Linked DNA regions of Mus musculus: regions 2, 3, 4 and 5 are each linked to region 1. The links are chromatin contacts, called in public HiChIP or PLAC-seq, Micro-C and promoter capture Hi-C maps. All regions are on one chromosome and are shown on one strand. Each heading gives the region's core, a stretch centred on a gene start, on an enhancer-like site or on the middle of the called end of the contact. The rest is flanking DNA. Distances are from core to core; before and after follow the strand shown.

What was found. Promoter capture Hi-C pulls out the DNA fragments that hold promoters and counts their contacts. A called contact is a pair of places that touch in the nucleus more often than the background predicts. HiChIP or PLAC-seq counts read pairs in DNA pulled down with a chosen protein or histone mark.
Region 2: an H3K27ac HiChIP or PLAC-seq map of double positive thymocytes shows a contact between it and region 1, with 2.8 times the contacts expected there. The contact joins the promoter of Rpl13a here to the promoter of Fut2 in region 1. A contact is called at or near these places in 5 of 39 promoter capture datasets (cranial neural crest, hippocampal neurons, liver and 2 more), 2 of 115 datasets of contacts at active chromatin or transcription factors (double positive thymocytes and pancreatic cancer cells) and 1 of 9 other capture datasets (adipose tissue).
Region 3: a promoter capture Hi-C map of liver shows a contact between it and region 1, with 4 times the contacts expected there. The contact joins the promoter of Cpt1c here to the promoter of Fut2 in region 1. A contact is called at or near these places in 4 of 39 promoter capture datasets (hippocampal neurons, liver and pre-B cells), 1 of 115 datasets of contacts at active chromatin or transcription factors (pancreatic cancer cells) and 1 of 9 other capture datasets (liver).
Region 4: a promoter capture Hi-C map of hippocampal neurons shows a contact between it and region 1, with 3 times the contacts expected there. The contact joins the promoter of Prrg2 here to the promoter of Fut2 in region 1. A contact is called at or near these places in 4 of 39 promoter capture datasets (hippocampal neurons, liver and pre-B cells).
Region 5: a Micro-C map of embryonic stem cells shows a contact between it and region 1, with 5 times the contacts expected there. The contact joins the promoter of Fcgrt here to the promoter of Fut2 in region 1. A contact is called at or near these places in 9 of 39 promoter capture datasets (the C10 cell line, cranial neural crest, embryonic stem cells and 5 more) and 1 of 484 Hi-C or Micro-C datasets (embryonic stem cells).

The regions. Positions count from the first base shown.
Region 1 is chr7:45,664,507-45,667,768 of GRCm38.p6, forward strand. It overlaps Fut2 (fucosyltransferase 2), which reads right to left and starts at 1,888. Exons shown (of 3, transcript NM_001271993.1): 1 at 1,692-1,888. Gm39008 (a long non-coding RNA gene) reads left to right here. Exons shown (of 5, transcript XR_882068.2): 3 at 397-1,910.
Region 2 is chr7:45,127,404-45,130,713 of GRCm38.p6, forward strand. It overlaps Rpl13a (ribosomal protein L13A), which reads right to left and starts at 1,342. Exons shown (of 8, transcript NM_009438.5): 1 at 1,297-1,342; 2 at 93-165. The coding sequence starts at 1,311. It overlaps Snord32a (small nucleolar RNA, C/D box 32A), which reads right to left and starts at 60; the gene lies at 1-60.
Region 3 is chr7:44,972,954-44,976,356 of GRCm38.p6, forward strand. It overlaps Cpt1c (carnitine palmitoyltransferase 1c), which reads right to left and starts at 1,898. Exons shown (of 19, transcript NM_153679.2): 1 at 1,642-1,898; 2 at 774-927; 3 at 57-196. The coding sequence starts at 914.
Region 4 is chr7:45,060,162-45,063,633 of GRCm38.p6, forward strand. It overlaps Prrg2 (proline-rich Gla (G-carboxyglutamic acid) polypeptide 2), which reads right to left and starts at 1,491. Exons shown (of 7, transcript NM_022999.1): 1 at 1,427-1,491; 2 at 580-731; 3 at 44-225. The coding sequence starts at 664. It overlaps Nosip (nitric oxide synthase interacting protein), which reads left to right and starts at 2,268. Exons shown (of 9, transcript NM_025533.3): 1 at 2,268-2,370.
Region 5 is chr7:45,102,382-45,106,015 of GRCm38.p6, forward strand. It overlaps Fcgrt (Fc receptor, IgG, alpha chain transporter), which reads right to left and starts at 1,441. Exons shown (of 7, transcript NM_010189.3): 1 at 1,259-1,441; 2 at 622-892; 3 at 33-290. The coding sequence starts at 688.

The sequences.
Region 1 (3,262 bases), core at 638-3,137:
TGAGTCTCCTCCTGCAAACAGGAACACAGGAAGGCTTGTCTGGCCTCTGAGAACAAGGAAAGGAGGCTGTTCTGGACGAAGGACTTCAGGCTGCCTCTCTGCTGCTTCCCATCCCTCAGGAAGGGAAGCAATGGCAGGGAGACCAAAGGGCAAAGAAAGGTCAGAGCCTGCTGTGAGGTCATATCCAACTTTGGGGAAAAGATGGGGACTGTGGGGCTCAGGCAAGTGGCGCACACCTTTAATCCCAGCACACAGGAGGCAGGCGGATTTCAGCCTGGTCTACAGAGTGAGTTCTAGGGCAGCCAGCCGCACACAGGGAAACCCTACCTAGAAAAGCCGGAAAAAAGGGTGGGTTATGGCCAGAGCCATGCCCTTGGCCTTTGATTCACTTTATAGGAGCACAATGCTGACACCCGGAGCTGCTCGGGGACTACAGACTCATGTTCAGTCGCCTTTGCCGTCTTCTCAGGGGACAGCAGACTGCCGCTAAGGAAGGGAGCCAGATTCACATCACTTGTGATCCAAAGGCTAGGTAGGCACTTGGGTGAGTTTGGGAAGACCAAGGACTGTGGGAGGACTGGAAGCTGAAGCCATGGAGGACTGTAGAGCAGCAGTTTGGCTCCAGTCCAAGGCTGAGGAGGCAATGGGAGGAGCTTAGACTCTCTCTTTGATCTCTGTGGTCAGGAAGATCAATTACCATGTGCCTAGCCTCAGTTTACCTTCTGTTGGAGGGGTGCGGTATGCTGGAAAGAGGTCCCAGCTTTGAAGGAAGAATCCTTCTCCAGTTCCCTAGAAGCAGAGAGAGAAGCTCTCTCGATGTAGTCCAGGCTGATACCTAACTTAGCAATGCTCCTGCCTCAGCGTCTTGAATACTAGTATGACAAGCATAAGCCGCTGCACTCACCTCTTTCTAGCCTGTGTCCTCAGAACTGCCTTTTCCACCCAGAGCGCCCTGCCCCCAGCATCCCCTCCACATCAGCTCAGAGACAGGAGCCAGGTACATGGCTGGCTCCACCCCATCAGTGCCATTCCTGTGACTGGCACCGCTTTCTTCCTGTTCTGTCCCTGTGCCAAGGAACACTGGCATTAGGAGTCTCAGGGCAGTTTATCAGAGTAGCTGCCACATTGAAATCTCCAACAGAGGATCGGGATCCTCCCCCCCCCCTGCCCCCCATGACAGCTGCAGGTTTCTGAGGGCCCCCTAGGCTGATATGGAAGCCAAGGATACGGGAACAGGAAAATCCGGTTACATCCAGCCCAATTCTGCCTTTCATCTACTCTTGTTACTGGAATCAGTAGCAGGGAGAGAGCTGAGGATCTGAGAGGTGAAGCGGAGATTGGGGTTAAGAGGTCAACCAGCAGGGCAGGATGGTAGTCGGTGTGCAGGGAGTAGGGCTATGGGGGTGCTGGGCGAACACAGGGCTGGTGAGCCGGGAGCTTGGGAGACCCAGGGACTGGAAAAACTAAGGTCTGGGATCCCGGGATCTGGAGGACTCAGGACCTGAAGGAACTAGCTGGGGACTTGAGGCTGGGACTCCAGAGTCTGGGAGAACCAGGGTCTCTTCTCAGCAATGGCATCTCCTTCCAGAGAGCCCTGGGGTGGGGTCAGAGACCAATGCATCCAGTTCCTGGATCCCTAGGGCTCGTCAGGATTCAGGGGACCTGCCCCCAACCTCCTCACCTGTACTCACCTCTTCTGGCTGTGGTAACAGGGAAATGACCTAGGAATGGACGAACCGCAGCGTGGCTCTGCGGACTGGACGGCAGTGTGTATCTTCCAGCTTGGCTCTTCGTTCAGGACCAAGGAAACTTCCTGAGTTTAACCACAGCCCTGGATAGAAACTCCACCCAGGGTGTACCTGCTGACATCCTAGAACCAGAGAGGCTGGACCCGGAGGAGGCAGTCAAAGGTTAGCTTCCTCTCAGGTGCCTGCTGGGATGATAGCCAGGAGGGGCAGTTTGAAGAAATTGACACAGTCCAGCCCTGCCTTCTCCTGCAGATTCCCAAGAGCCTCAACCTCTGTCAACAACAACAACAACAACACTTTTTTGGATTTTTATGCATGCGTGCACGTGTGTGTGTGTGTGTGTGTGTGTGTGTGTGGCTGTCTACCCTGTTAGCAGGTGCTTTTCAACTTAAAAAAGGAAAAAAGAGCACACGTGTGGAGTCCTGAGGACTACTCTACTTTTGGATGTCCTCATATTCCGACCTGGTCGGAGTCTCCTCTGTGGCTGCCATGTTGTGTATCTCAAGCTGGGTGACTTGAGGGCTTTTGTTGCATGGCGCTCCTCTCTCTGTCCCCCCTCACTGCAGGAGAGCTAGTATTACAGCATCACGACTTCAGGTTTGGGAGGTAGGTGCTTTCATCTGCGAAGCCATCTTACTGACTCTCTTCTTCACCTTCTTTTGTGCATGTGCGGGGAATTGAACTCGGGTCCTCAGGCCCACACAGCACACATTCCAACTCTTCGGTTCTTTGGTTCTGAAGCTTTTCTTTCTTTCTTTTTTTTTTTTTTTAAAGAAATATTTTATTTTTATTTATGTGTGTAGCCTCTGTGGGCTGAGTCATTCCCTCACCCCTGGGCTTTCCTTGGTCTGGGTATTGAACTCTGGTCCACATGCTTGCTCAGCACAGCTTCACCAAATGAGTGAACTTGAGAGCCAACAGTATACAAAGATTCTTTTTTCCCCTTCCCTTTTGGTATGTAGGAAATTGAGTACAGGCCTCATGAACCATACACTCACCCCCTATGGCTGACTCTCTTTAGCTCTGAGACAGGGTCTCACTATGTAGCCCTGGTTTGCCTGGAACTTATGTAACCCTGGATGGCCTTGAAATCAAAGATCTACCTGTTTCTGCCTCTCAAGTACTAAGATGAATATAGTGTGCATCCCTAATACTATGCACGCTTAATAGATCTATGTGCACAGGAGAAAGCCAAGTACAGAGAGGGAAAGTAACTCCCTTGAAGTCACACAGCCATCTGAAGCCAGGCAAGCTGAGGCTTGGCCAAGGCCACACAAAAAACAGTTCTTGTCACTTCTGTTCACGTTCTGTTATTGTTTGTTTTGTGTGTTTGCTTGTTTGTTTTGAGACAGGGTCTCTCTAGAGCCCTGCCTGTGCCAGAACTCATTATGTATGTAGGCCAGACTGATCTCAAACTCCCAGCGATCCATTTGCCTCCTGAGTGCTAGCATTAAAGAAGTGCCACCAATATTAGGATAAAGTGACAAAAAGGGTACCTTTCCTCTGCTCTGGGA
Region 2 (3,310 bases), core at 92-2,591, 540 kb before region 1:
GTTGATCTCACAGTCGTGAGACTCAAACGAAAGATGGTGAGTGTTGCTCATCATGGACTCCCAGGCAAAGGTAAATGGTGAATGAAACTTACCCAGAAGTACCTGCTTGGCCACAATGGCCGCCAGGCGGCCAAGAAGATGGCCTCGGCCATCCAATACCAGAACCTGTGGAAACAAGAATGCTTAGGAAACAGTTTGGCTTCCCCTATTCCAGGTTAGCAACCCGTCAGGATGCCTACTACCCAGATGAAGCAAGTGTCCCAAAGGGCCACTATAGTACTAACAAAGCCTCAGCAGGCATAGGATTCCTATTGTGTATATAAGTTGATTTTTTAAAATGGAACTTCATTTAACCCTTCCAGGCCTCAAATCCCAGGATAGCTGGGATCCAGTGGCACACCGTTCACTCCAAAATTGACCAGACCTGCTTTCAGACTTTAGCCTGTTGTAACTTTTCATCGGATCCTCAGATGCTCAAGCAGAACCTTTCTTATATGCACTCAAAAGAACCCGATTTAGCTAAGCACACATCGTCCTGTGATTCTGAGCAGTGCAGACTGGATTACAAAGCTAAATCCCGTCTCAGGCATGGAGGCACATGTCTGCATCCCAACCCAAACTACAGAAGAAGCCCATTCCACAGCCACCCTGTTTATTGCTGTTACTGGAGGGTCTCCGGAACTTCCCAAGTTCTTTTTAAAGGGCAAAACTGTCCCAAACAGCACCATTTACTTCCTGAGCAGCAACCTGTCAAGGAATCTAAAGTCAGGAGGAAGGTACAGGCAATTCCTGACCAGCCTCAAAATGAAGAGGTTCCTGCTTCAGTCGGGTGAATAAGTAATATTTAAAGTCTGTCTTATCAATCTCCCCAATTCTGAAGAACACCGAAAACACCCTCAAAAGGCCTACAAGCCTTCAGATCAGATGTTACAGGAATCCGGTGCCCTAAAGTCATGCAAAGCAGGAGCCTGCGACAGTTTCTCCTTATCTTACATACATACACCAGGCATGAGAGATTGCAAGCTCCCCGCACCCCAACGCCTGAGATTACAACCTGTAAAAGTTGTTTCTGGTGTTGGAACCCCAGCCCCACTCCCGTCTTCCCCAGAAAACCCGCTGCATTTCCATCGCCCCATACCTAGGCAGCCGCGGCTTGTTACGCCCGTTACACAGTCCCCTCGCGTGAGACGTTTGCTAAGTCCCATCGCACAAGCGGCGGGGAGCAGTGGCCCCTCACTGCGCTCCCGCCTGGCACCCACCCGACCCCACACCGCCCGGCGCGCGCAGAGTCCGAACCTGCCCCTCCGCCATCTTCGGCAGCCGCCTGGGAAAGGAGGAGGTCTTGTCGCAGGGTTTCTTATCCCTTGCTGCAGGGGCGGAGGAAGTGACGCAGACGGCTCGAACCGAAGAGTTTCCGTCTTCTAATTGGTCGAAGCGGTGAGTGCGCGTCTATCGAGGCGGGCCATTTTTATTTTGTCCAATCAGAATGTCGCCTGAGTTGGCTCTTGGCGGCCATGACTGTGCGGGGCGGGATGTCACGTGGGTTTCGGAGCGGCTTCAGCCGTACAATGCCGGCCAAGCCGCAGCCGCCATATTTGAAGGGATCGCTCTTCTCCGTTCCGGTGTCTGCCATGTGCAGCGCCATTACTCCCATCAAGTGATGGCGGCTGCAGAACATGTGGTGTCCATGAGGGGGCGAGCATAGTCCCTGTCGGCCCTTCAGAGCTGCTCGTGCAGCGGTCCCTCCCCTCAACCCCACAGTGGGCTGACCATCGCTGGCTGTCCTGAACCTGGGAGTCTCGGGTGGAGGAAGCCTTCCAACGGGTGGAGGAAGCCTTCCTGGATGGAGGAGGATGGGGTGAATGAGGGGCTTTGAGGGTCCCGAGACGCAGACGCCCTCACTCGCTTCTATCCCCAAAGGCCTTTGTTTCCGTGACTGTTGTCCGCGCTGCCCTCCCGTCTGTGCGCCTCTAACCGCCCGCCTCCGAAGGGAAATAACTAACCAAAAGACTGTTGGCTATCAAAGACTCGTTTTGTCCTGAAAACCTCCCTAACCAGCCGAGCCTGAGTCGAGTCCTCCTGTAGGTGCCAGCACCGTTTGCTTGCTTGTTACACTTTGGGGCTATGGTTTTGGGGAATTGAGTTGCGTCTGCACATCAAATTCCCATGGGGCGTGCCCTGTGCTGACCCTGGGCTACTGGAGGCCTCGGAAAACAAATAGAATCTTTTGTCGTTGGTTTGGGTTTCTGACGTAAGATTTCTGCAATCCTGGCTGACCTTAAATTTAAGATCCTGCCTCAGCTTCTGGAAAGCCAACAAACCAAGATTTTGAAACCTAAAAGGTGCACCTATTCCCTGTCCTATCCACAGACAGACCCGGATGAGCTGGTTAAAAAAAAAAAAATTATATACAAGTACATGGGGGCAAGAATGGGGTGAGTGGGACTTTTGGTGAGTTGTGATGTCTCCATCCTCGGCAAAGAGCTGGCGGGGTCGGAGCAGTGAGGTCCAAAAGGGGGCTAGTCTCCACCCAAATGTCTGTGTGTCCAGGCTGTGTCTGTCGGGTGACTCCTGCTTCGCCTCAGTATCCTCTGTAAAAGGGGGTGATCAATGGTCCCTGAGGACTGGAGTTCTCACGTGACACTCTACCACTGATCTACGCCCCCAGCCCAGCCCCTCGCCGCTCCCCTCCCCCCCCTCTTAGGTTAGCTTCGGACTTCTATGTAACAGTAGATAACCCAGAATCCCTGATCTTTCTGCCTCTTCTCCAGAGTGCTAAGGAATACAGACAGATTTACACCGCAAACTTTGCTCCATGTCTTTTTTTTTGGAGGTTTTAGGGGCAGGCCTGGTGGCTCACCTGTCTCGGAGGAGGCAGAAGCAGGTCGATCTCTTGAGTTCCCAGCCAACCTGGTCTCCAGAGTCAGTTCCAGGTCAGATAGAGCTAAGTGAGACCCCGTTTTAAAAGAAACCAGATCTTGGCCTTCAAGCTGGGTTAATGGGTAAAGAAGGCCTCTGCTGCCAAGTTTGACCACTTGAGTTCCATCCCTGGGACCAACATGGTGAAAGGAGAGAACCAGCTACCCACAAGTTGTCCTCTGACTTATATACAGGTGCCATAATACACTTTGCCTGCTCCCCATGTGTAATTTTTTTCAATTTATTGGGGGGGGGGTCTGGTGTAATTTCTTTAAAAAGATGAATTACTTTCAGGTGTGGTAGAACACACCTGTGACCCCAGCACTCCAGAGGTAGAGACCGGAGGATTGCACCCACATTCCAGGCCATCGGAGCTACATAGACCCTATCT
Region 3 (3,403 bases), core at 648-3,147, 690 kb before region 1:
TCTTGGGGGGGGGGTGGGTGGGGAGGGCAGTGACTGGTGAAGAGGAAGGTTCTCACCAGTCTGGCAGTAACTCTTTAATCTTCTCCATCAGTCCTAGGGAAGGGTCCAGCTGGAGGAGACAGGCAAGCTGGATTGTACTGAAGAGGAAGAGCCAGCTGAGGGGGGTTGCAGGGACCACACCAGCAAGAAAGTCATTCTGTGGTGAGAAAGGAGAGGCTCACTCTTGGGAGCTTCTAGGGTCTCGGATGTGGGCAGAGCACAGGATTCCTTTTACTGAATGTATTTAGTAAGGAGTTGGAAGCATGGTATAACTTTTGCTTATTCCCCAATAAGGAGCTTAGGCTGGGACAGGGACTCTTCCTAGAATCCACAATGGGGTGTTAGTGGAGGCATGGCTTGGTGGTAGGGAACCCTCCTGGAATCTACCAGTCAGGGGATGAGAGTGTCATTCAAGCTGTCCTAGATTGTCCAAAACCCTGGATTCTGAAGCTTGGCACCAGTAAGGCAGTCAGTCAGTAAGCAGACAAATAAATAAATCCAAGATAAGGAGACTATACTGAAGTTATTGGGGGAGGAGCTGCATGGGGAGGGCAGCAGGGGAGTGGAGTGAGTCTGGATGCTGAGCAGGGCAGGCCAGTGGGCAGCACAGAGCATCCCAGAGGAAGCCATAGTTAACCGTAGCCTGGGACTGGACATCCATATCTTCAGAATCGGTTTCAGGAAGCCCCGAAATCTGAATTCCCAGAAGGAAACCAGCCAATAGTTCTCCTCACCCAGACACGCCAGAGATGCCTTTTCCAGGAGCGCAGGGCACAGAGGTAAATTTCCTGCCACACTGGCGAGCTGAGCTCTACTTCTGCCCCATCGGAACTCAGTGAAGACAGCAAGCTCGAGGCCTGGTGTGCCTCAGCCATGTTCCCTGGGCCCCTTAGGAGAAAGACGGAGAGTCATTCTCCAGGACCTCGGTGCTTCCCCGCCCCCAAGGTCCAGGACTCCAGAACTTGGCCCCTTCCCCTCAGACCCACCCGTGCAGACTTTGCTTTTACTCTCAGCTGTGTTGGGGATGGAGGAGTCTGGCCCCCAGCCCTCCTCTCTCAGATCCGGTCCCTTCCTCCCCACAGCAGGACCACAGGACTCAGCATACTCTGCTCTAAGAACCTGAGGAGCGCTGCAGCTCACAGTTGGAGAGGGCTTTGGGACCTGACTTCATTTAACTGGGGATCTCTGAAAGTATGAAGGCTGGCGAGCTACCTTGAGACCTGTATTACTGAGAATTCAGTACTCAATATTCGGGGTGGGGGAGGGAAATTGATGCAGGATCAGTTGTTTGAATAAAACACACTAGTTTGTTGTTTTTTGGTATTTTTTTTTAACGTACTAATTTTTAGACCCATAGGGAAATGAACATTTGCCGATGGTGGCACTGTTCATTTCCAATTGCCAGGCGTAAACACATACGGATTCCCTTCCACCATGGGGTCTGGAGAGGGATGAAAGAGGAAGCACCCTACTGCGCATGCCCGGCATCGAGGGATGCTGGTGAGGAGCGGAGGCATGTCCAGGACAAGTGATGGAGAAGCCCTACTCGCCTGCCCCAACACAAGGCCCATAGCCCCTCCTGTACCTGGTACTAGTACTTACACCGGTCAGAGGTCAGCAGCTGCGGTTCCTGAGGTCAATTCCATATACACCTCCTTCCCCCAGTTTGAGTCCAGTACCCAGTTTCCCATGTACATACATCCAGTCCCCGTGTAATGAGTCCACAAACTGATCAACCGTCTTTGGCTGTTATCCTGAAACCCAGAGACACCTCGCGGGCGCCTCCTCCCTCCCTGAACTGGGTGTTCTGGCCCTAGGTTTTATCCCCGCCTCCTCCGATCCCTCCGCGTTCTGTCCCTGCTCTTTTCCAATCCCTCCGCATTCTCTCCCCGCCCCCTTGGAGTCCTAGCGTCCAACCCTCTTACCCAAAGCCTGTTTTTTTTTTTTTTTTTTTTTTTTTTTCTTCTTTCTTTCTACCAGTTTGTTCAAGAAACAGCCTTGACCTCCCTCCCTGCCCTCTTTTAGGTACTACATTATGTCATGTATGTCACCGTATATCTACTGGAGCACATCTTAGATGCCTCTCAGGCTGATCTATCAGAACCATCCACAGCAGTACAGACTGAGGCACGTGAAATAGACGCCACTGGGGGACTAGATCCCAGTTAGACAACCAGAGGGACGGTGCAAGATGGGCATAGATACACAAACACGGCAGTCTGCTTTATTCCACTCCAGGGTTTCATATTCTGTCCACAATGGATCTGGTGTTCTTTTGGGTCCACCCCAGGACAGAGACCAACCCATTGTCACCCAGCAAGGACAATATCCAGGTCTCTCCACTGCAGGTGGGGCTCTGTGAAGGTCCTCGGGCTCATGATCCCCTTGCACTAAGGAGGTGGCAGGGTCGGACCCAGGAGGGCTCTTGCTTGGAATAGGAGCTAGCTAGTGTGGCTGAAGGACCAATGCACCAGGCACAGGGTGGGAAGCCAGACCGAACAGATTTCTCATCCAAGAGCATCTTAGAGCTCAGTCTGCTCAATGAACTTTCTGGCTTTAGGGTTACCCACCCCCACTTGGCCATGCCACATAGGATCCAAATCCCCACTTGTTCCGAGGTCAGAGTGATCCAGCTCCCATAAGCACTGGTGGACCAAAATACTGGTCTCGCCCTTACTCTGGAGGGGTGAGTGCAGGGGCCTGGGGTCACTGGAATAGAAACAGCACAGGAGTTCAAGTCTCAGCAACCATGATTAGCTTAATAGTGGGATCTGATGCCCTCTGCTGGTGTGCAGGCATAAAGAAATAAATCTTAAAAATGTTTAGCTGAGCAGTGGTGGTGCACGCCTTTAATCCCATTACTTGGAAGGCAGAGGCAGGTGGACCTTTGTTAGAGGTCAGCCTGGACCATAAAACAAGTTCCAGGACAGCAAGGACCACACAGAAACCCCATCTTGAAAAAAAACAAAAAAACAAAACCACGCAAACAGCCAGGTGGTGGTGGTGCAGGCCTTTAATCCCAGCACTTGGGAGGCAGAGGCAGGCGAATTTCTGAGTTTGAGGCCAGCCTGGTCTAGAGTGAGCTCCAGGACAGCCAGGGCTACACAGAGAAACCTTGTCTCAGAAAACCAAAAACCAAAACAAAAAAAGCCCACGCAAACAAACACAAATGGCCCAGTACCACGGTGCAGGCCTTTAGTCACAGTACTCAGAAGGCAGAGGCAGGTGAACCTCTGCTGCAGGTTAGCATGGATCATAGCGAGCTCCAGGAGAGCCAAGGCTACACAGAGAAACCCTGTCTCAACCCCCTCATCCCCCCCGAAAACAGGAACAGCACAGGAAGAGCGGGAGATGGAAGGCAGAC
Region 4 (3,472 bases), core at 241-2,740, 600 kb before region 1:
AGGCGGACAGGCCCTCGATGCCAGGGTCCTCTGAGGCCCTCACCGTCAGTGTGTTGTCCTCAAAGTACTCCCGGGCCTCCTCCCAGGAGCACCTCTCCTCCAGACACTCCCGTTCCAGGTTCCCAGGGGTCAGCAACTCCAGGTCCCAGTGGTTAGCACGAGGAAAACGCCTGCGGCCAACTAAGAAACTCTGGGCCTCTGGGGCATCCAGGAAGATGTCAAGAACTAAGGACATCAGAGTCAAAAGCAGAGTCCTTAGGATAGAGGACAAAGAAGACAAAGAACTATGGGGTCCTAGGGGTACGGACCAGGCCTGGAGAACCCTGAGCAAGAGGGGACAGAGTTTTCACCATTGGGCATGAAGGAGGAAGACTGGAGTCTGGAACTCTACTTCTGAAGCAGGGGGTGACCATGTGGATCTGAGGGGAGAAGCCGGGGCACAGACCCTAGGATCTGAGGGAGAAGCGTCCGGGTCCAGGAATCTAGGAAGTCTCCTGGCTAGGGAGAGGCAGAACTAAACCTCTGCAAGGCTCTTCTCCAAACACTCACCTTCAAACTTGAAGAGACTCAAACACTCACCTTGGTTTTGCTCTCTGTGAGGTGAGGTGTCCAGGCAGGTGGCCAATCCCATATAGACTAAGAGCAGGGAAGGACGGCCCCTCATACTGTGTGGACTCCCAGATGACAAATGCTGCAGCGGAGTTAGGAGGCCAGGACTCCCTGCCCGCACTCTGCCATCATGATAAAAGCAAGTAACCAACTCGTGTCCCATGCCAGACACCGTGGGTCTTTATCAACTCAGGACTTTATCAAGACAGGGTTTCTCTGTCTGTGTAGCCCTGGCTGTCCTGGAACTCACTCTGTAGAGCAGGCTGGCCTCAAACTCAGAACTCTGCCTGCCTCTGCCTCCCAAGCGCTGGGATTAAAGGTGTGCCACCACTGCCTGGCTCATCTTAATTTTCAAGCCAGTCCTATTACTCCTGCCATTTTTATAGGTGAAGAACGTGTTACCAGGTAGTAAAGTCATTTGCCTATTGTACCAGGTTTTCGAATGTCAGAGGAGGACTTTGGAGGTGACAATGATAAGCACACAGTTGCTGAGGCTTGCTTTCTCTACCTATCACAAACCTGACAACACACAGTAGGCATTTAAACAAGCTCATCATCAACCCTCTTCCCTTCCAGCCCAGCAGATTACATTCCAAGTCAGCCTCCCTCTACCTGTTGCCTCATCGAGCCTCAGAGATCAGAGACTACACGACAGATCAGGTCGTATATTTCTAGGTCTTGAAGGCTTGAGGAGACAGAGCCCTGGGGATCCACAGCCTAGAGCTTGGGTCCCAAGTTTCTAGATCCCAATAACGTGGGGAATCAGGACACCAGATCCTCTGCCCAGGAGTTTCTCGGGGAGCATGCACCCACTTACCTGGCCAGGGCTGGGAGCTCTGCCTCTCTTCTTTAACGAAGGCCCTCTGGGTCAGAGTAGCCAGCTGTGCAAAGGGGTAGGCAAGAGGGGAGGGGAGGAGAGGAGGGGAGCTCCTCCTGGGTTACTAGGCCCGAGCCGGCTACTGGCGAGGGGGCGGGGCTACTGATTACCTTCTTTGGGAGGGACTCAGGTAAGGGACAAAGTACTTAAAGGGACCATAGGATCAAGGTCTTCAGTGCCACGGCCCCACACAGAAGAAACAAGGCTTTCCGACACCATGGAGGGATCTAGGGGGCTTTATTAGAGTCTCCTCTTCCCTACTTGTCCAGCCCGAGTCTCTCTCTACAGACGACTTGGCAGAGCCAGGAAAATAAATCTTAGGTCTCAAGAGATCTACACACTGGTGGGAAGGGAATTCTTTGGTTCCTAGAATAACTGGGCGGTACCACAATAAATCTGTTTCCTGAGGATAACTTGAACAGTTTAGTCTCGAGATCTTTGAAAATTGTTTTTTCTATAATAGGGGAAAGAGTTCTCACTTATCGACTCTTAAGATGCAATGGGGGAAAAAATAAGTAATATATTTGGGGAACTGGATATCAGTCTCTTCGGGTGACAGAGTTAAGTCTCCAAACTCAAACTTGAAGAGACTCAAAGCAACTGCCCCGCTCTGGGTAATGCCTAGAACAGGCTAGGGTGTCTCCCAGAGTCAAACCACTTTCGCTCACCGGAACCTTCGAGTAGTCACTCACGTTTCCGGGGGGATGGAAGAGAAGAAGAAAGCACTTACCAAGCCAGGCGAAGCGCCTCCGCGACTAGGGGCAGAATTATTTCCGGTCTCCTCCTGTCGGGCGGAAGTAGGAGGAGTAGAGTTTAAAAACAGTACTCTTTTTCCGGTTCGGGACGTAGTTGAAGCAACGACAAGCCGGATAACCGCTCTTGAGGTAAGCTGCAGGCGGTGAGGGGTCGCGTCGCCAAGTTTCCTTCTTGTGGGAGAAATTTGCAGTTCTGAGGGAGGTAGGATAAGGTTTCGCACTCCGAATCCCTGTCAATCATTAACAGCGCTCTTGAACGCCTAGGTTGGAAGACGAACTACATTTCCCAGGATGCCTTGTACTGTCTCCCTCATCCTGGCTGGTTGTAGAAAATGTAGTTCCGCAGTAGAGGAGTGATGCGGACCAAGTGAGGGGGAACTTGGGGTTCCCTGTGTTAGTGAGAGTTGAGGTCGGATTTCTAGACAATGGTGAGGAGGGGAATGAGCAGTAGTGGTTTGGACCCTTGAAGGTTCCTTGAAGCAATTAAAATATTTTATTCTGCTTGAGACCGAGTCTCAGTATGTAGCCCTTGCTGTTATAGAACTCGCTATGTAGTTAGCCTCAAACTCACAAAGATCCGCCAACCTCTGCCGCCCAAGTGTTGAGATTAAAAGTGTGCACCACCACACCTAGCACTTATTACCCCCCCCCCCCCGCCCCATTGTTCGTTTTTGTTTTTTGGCTTTTCGAGACAGGGTTTCTCTGTGTAGCTCTGGCTGTCCTGGAACTAGCTCTGTAGACCAGGCTGGCCTCCAACTCAGAAATCCGCCTGCCTCTGACTCCCAAGTGCTGGGATTAAAGGCGTGCGCCACCACCCCAACGATTATTGTATTTTTTTGAGGCAAGGTGACATGTAGTCCAGGCTGCATCGAATTTCACTAAATATCTCTAAGGAGATTAAGATTTATTAGCTGGGCAGTGGCAAAAAAAAAAAGATTTATTTAAAGTAACGAGGGGGGGGATGGGTGGGATTAGGGTGCATGATGTAAAATTCACAAAGAACGTAGGACATTTGAAAGCCCCCAGAAGGAGATTTATTTAAAGGGGTATGGTAGACACATCTTTGATCCCAGAACTGGGCGCAGAGGTAGATGGATTTTCCTGAGTTTGAGACCAGCCAGGGCTACATAGTGAGACACTATCCTGAAAAGAAAAGGAAAGGAAAAGAAAAGAAATGCTTTCCTTTTATTTTATGTAAACGAGGGTTTTGCCTGTTTTTATGATTGTGCAC
Region 5 (3,634 bases), core at 191-2,690, 560 kb before region 1:
CCCAGCCTACTGAAGCTCACCCCTCTTCTGACCATTTAATATCTTCTCCAGGGTCTTGAGGGCCTCCAAGAAGAGCTGTTCTTTGCTTTTGAGGTCTGTGGTCTCCTTCTCCCAATACCAAGACACCTGATTTTCCCACATCCAGGCCCCACAGGGGTCAGCTTCCTGCCGCAGGCTGTTGTAGGTCAGATACTGCTGAGGACCCAACCAGCCTGTAGCCCAGAAAGAGGGAAGCCCCGTAGATGGGTTTGACACAGCCGTGAGATGATACATCAGTGGGGGGCGGGTCTCTGCAGAGCAAACAGGAGAGTCTCGGGTCACGGACTGCACCGTGCCCCACAGAGGTGCAGAATGAAAACTGGACCCGATCTGAAGTGCCATGATCCTCCAGAGAGAAGGGGACAGACACCCAGAAAGGAAGCAAGACGGACAGACGGACACAGAGACGAGCCTGAGATTGTCAAGTGTATTTGACTCAGATGCACAGAGAAGTTACCCACAGTGAGATTTCCATGAAGGCTAGGACATCATGGAAAAAGTGGACTTATTGTCCCTCTTCCACTCTTTGGCTCTTCTTCCTGTCCCCTTCCTGACACACTCCAGGTCCTGGTGGCCTCTTACCTGAGCCCCAGGTCTGAGGCAGGAGGACCAACAAGAGGCTGAGGGCCCAGGGCAGTGGCATCCCCATTCCGACAGGGTGACCCGGAGTGGAAGGGACACGTGACTCCTCTGGACCCCGCCTTGTTGATTCTTCACAAGGTCCCTGTGGACTCTTCGTAGACCAGGACGCTGGATGGTGGGATGGAGACCCAGTCCAAGACGACAGACAGGAGTGTTCCTCTGTGAACTTTCACCTTCTCATTTGATCCACTTTAGTTAATTAATTACAGAGCTAGACAGACCAAAATTTGTCTCAGACTTCTGTTATTTCCTTTTTCTCCTCCCTCAGACCAGAGGATCCAGGCCTTCTCCTCCTCCCTCATTCCCAGGGGCTCAGATTTCAGCCTCAGGAGCCCTCAAACCCAAGCCAGGAGTCCAGTTCCACCTCCCTCAGATCCAGGAGTCCAGTTCCAAGATCTTTCCTCAAACCCAAAACCCTAGGCTCCGGCTTCATCCCTCAGACTCAGGTGCCCGGGGTCCTGCTCTCCTTCCTCAGACCCCAGCCTCCTCTCTCCCCCTCAGGTCATAACACTCCTCCCTCAGACCTGGAGCTCCAGGCCCCAACCCTCTTTCCTCTTGGGGTGCTGGTCCCTCATACCTAGAGAACCAGGCCTGGGCCTCCTCCTCTGACGCTCAGCCTGTTCCTCACAGAGGCCCTCTTCCCTCTGCCTGCAGCCGATGGATCCTCTGCTTAGAGCCTCCAGTTCTTCTCTTACATCCTGTCTGTACACAGTTAGGACTGGAGAACTCTGAGGGCATCCAACTCCACCCACTAGCTCCTAAGCACACCCCTTGGGCCTCTGTCCAGCCTCTCTTGAAGTTCCTGCTGTATCTGGTTGGAAGCCTCCCGGGGCAAACGTCATTAGGCCTGCCTCCCAAAACAGCTTCTATGTTTACTCGTTTGGAGCATTTTTGGAGTAGACTCGCAGCCCTGGAAAGGCCTGCACGCTGAATGTGACTTTAAGACACCCCAGGATTTGTGGGCTGTGGGTGTGGCTTGGTCATGGCATGGTTGCCTAACACACAAGGTTTGGCAGCAGCCCACTCCCAGCTGTAAGCCTGCTCTGATTTCTTCCATGTGCCAGCACTTGAGGTGGCCCCAACCCTGCCTACACACTCTGTGATGAGAGCCTTTGCCTTTGGCCCCTGTCTCCCACCCTGCTGCCCACCCCAAGATCTTGCCAGAAAAAACACACAGACACACAGAGAGACACTGACAGACAGGTAGGTTGACAGGGTAGATAGACAGCAAAGAAGAAAGGGGGTGGGCGGCAGCACATGCCTGTAATTCCAGCACTAAGGATGGAGGCCGGGAGGCCAGGGGTTCATGGCCGGCCTGGGCGGCAGGGAATATAAACAGCCGAGAGAGGGAGACTGACAGAGCCGTGAGTGGTCGACTGGTGGTCAGCAGATGGACCAACAGGCTGAAGTAGATGGGCAAAACCGGTGTGATGGGGCAGGCCTGGAACCCACACACTTGAAAGACAGAAGCAAGAGTCTGGAAAGTCTGGAGCTGACGAGACAGCTCAGCAGTTAAGAGCACCTGCTGCTCTTGCAGAGGATCCGAGTTTGGTTCCCGGCACCCACATGGTGGCTCACAGCTGCCCATAACTCCAGTTCTAGGGGGTCTGACAATTTCTCATTGAACACCAGGCAGGGATGTGGGGCACGTGTATACACACAGGCATGAATAAAATAAATAAATCTAAAAAACCTTTTTAAGGGCTGGTGAGATGGCTCAGTGGGTAAGAGCACCCGACTGCTCTTCTGAAGGTCTGGAGTTCAAATCCCAGCAACCACATGGTGGCTCACAACCATCCGTAACGAGATCTGATTCCCTCTTCTGGAGTGTCTGAAGACAGCTACAGTGTACTTACATATAACCAATAAATAAATTAAAAAAAAAACCTTTTTAAGAGAGAATAGAAAGTCAACCACTCCTACCTGCCTTGACCTCCCTCTCCCTCTGGTCTATATCAAGTGTGTGTACAAGTGTGTGCGTGTGTAATAATGGTGGTGGTGGTGGTAGCGTGGAGGCAGCAGAGGGGTAGGGTAGATGTGTCAGGACAGGAACTCATGCAGCCCAGGTCGACCATGAACTCCTGAAGCCCAGCCTCCAGCTCTTAAGTGCTGGGCTTGCAGGCCTCCTACGGACTGGGGAGAGGGCTCAGTCAGTAAGTGTTTGCCTGCCAAGAATGAGGACCTGAGTCCTGATCTTCTGATGCTAGCCTCCCCTGTAAAAAGCTGCGTCTGTGGCTAGAGAGATGGCTAGGTGATTAAGAGACACTGTCTGTGCTGGTGGTGGCTCACACCTTTAGTCCCAGCACTCAGGAGGCAGAGGCAGGTGAATCTCTGAGTTCGAGGCCAGCCTGGTCTATAGAGAGAGTTCCAGGACAGCCAGGGTCACGTAGAGAAACTCTGTCTTGAAAAACCAAACAACAACAACAACAAAAAAAAACACTGGCTGCTCTTGTAGAAGACCTGAGTTTGGCTGCCAGCATCCACACGATGCTCACAACCATCTGTAACTCCAGCTACGGGGGAGCTACCGGCTTCAGAGGGCACTGTACTCAACACGCAGGGACACAGAGAACCAAGCAAATCCAGGAAGTAAAACTGAAAAAGAACAGGAGTGGCCGCTCACGCCTTTAACCTTAGCACTCAGGACACAGAGGTAGGCAGATCCCTGTGTGCTCAAGACTAGCCTGATCTACACAGTGAGCGGGAGTCAGGTTTCCACAACAGCAAAAACCATATGAGGTCTGGGGGCTTTGGTTCATTTAATGAAGTAAATCTACTTGTCTAGCACGCAGGACAACAGAGTTCAAGGTCATCCTCAATTACATAGAAAGTTTAAAACCAGGCTGGGCGACAAAGGACCCTGTCAAAGGAAGGAGGGAAGAAGGAAAGAAGGAAGGGAGGAAGGGAGGAGAGAAGGAGGGAAGGAGGGAAGAAGAAAGAAGGATTGGCAGGG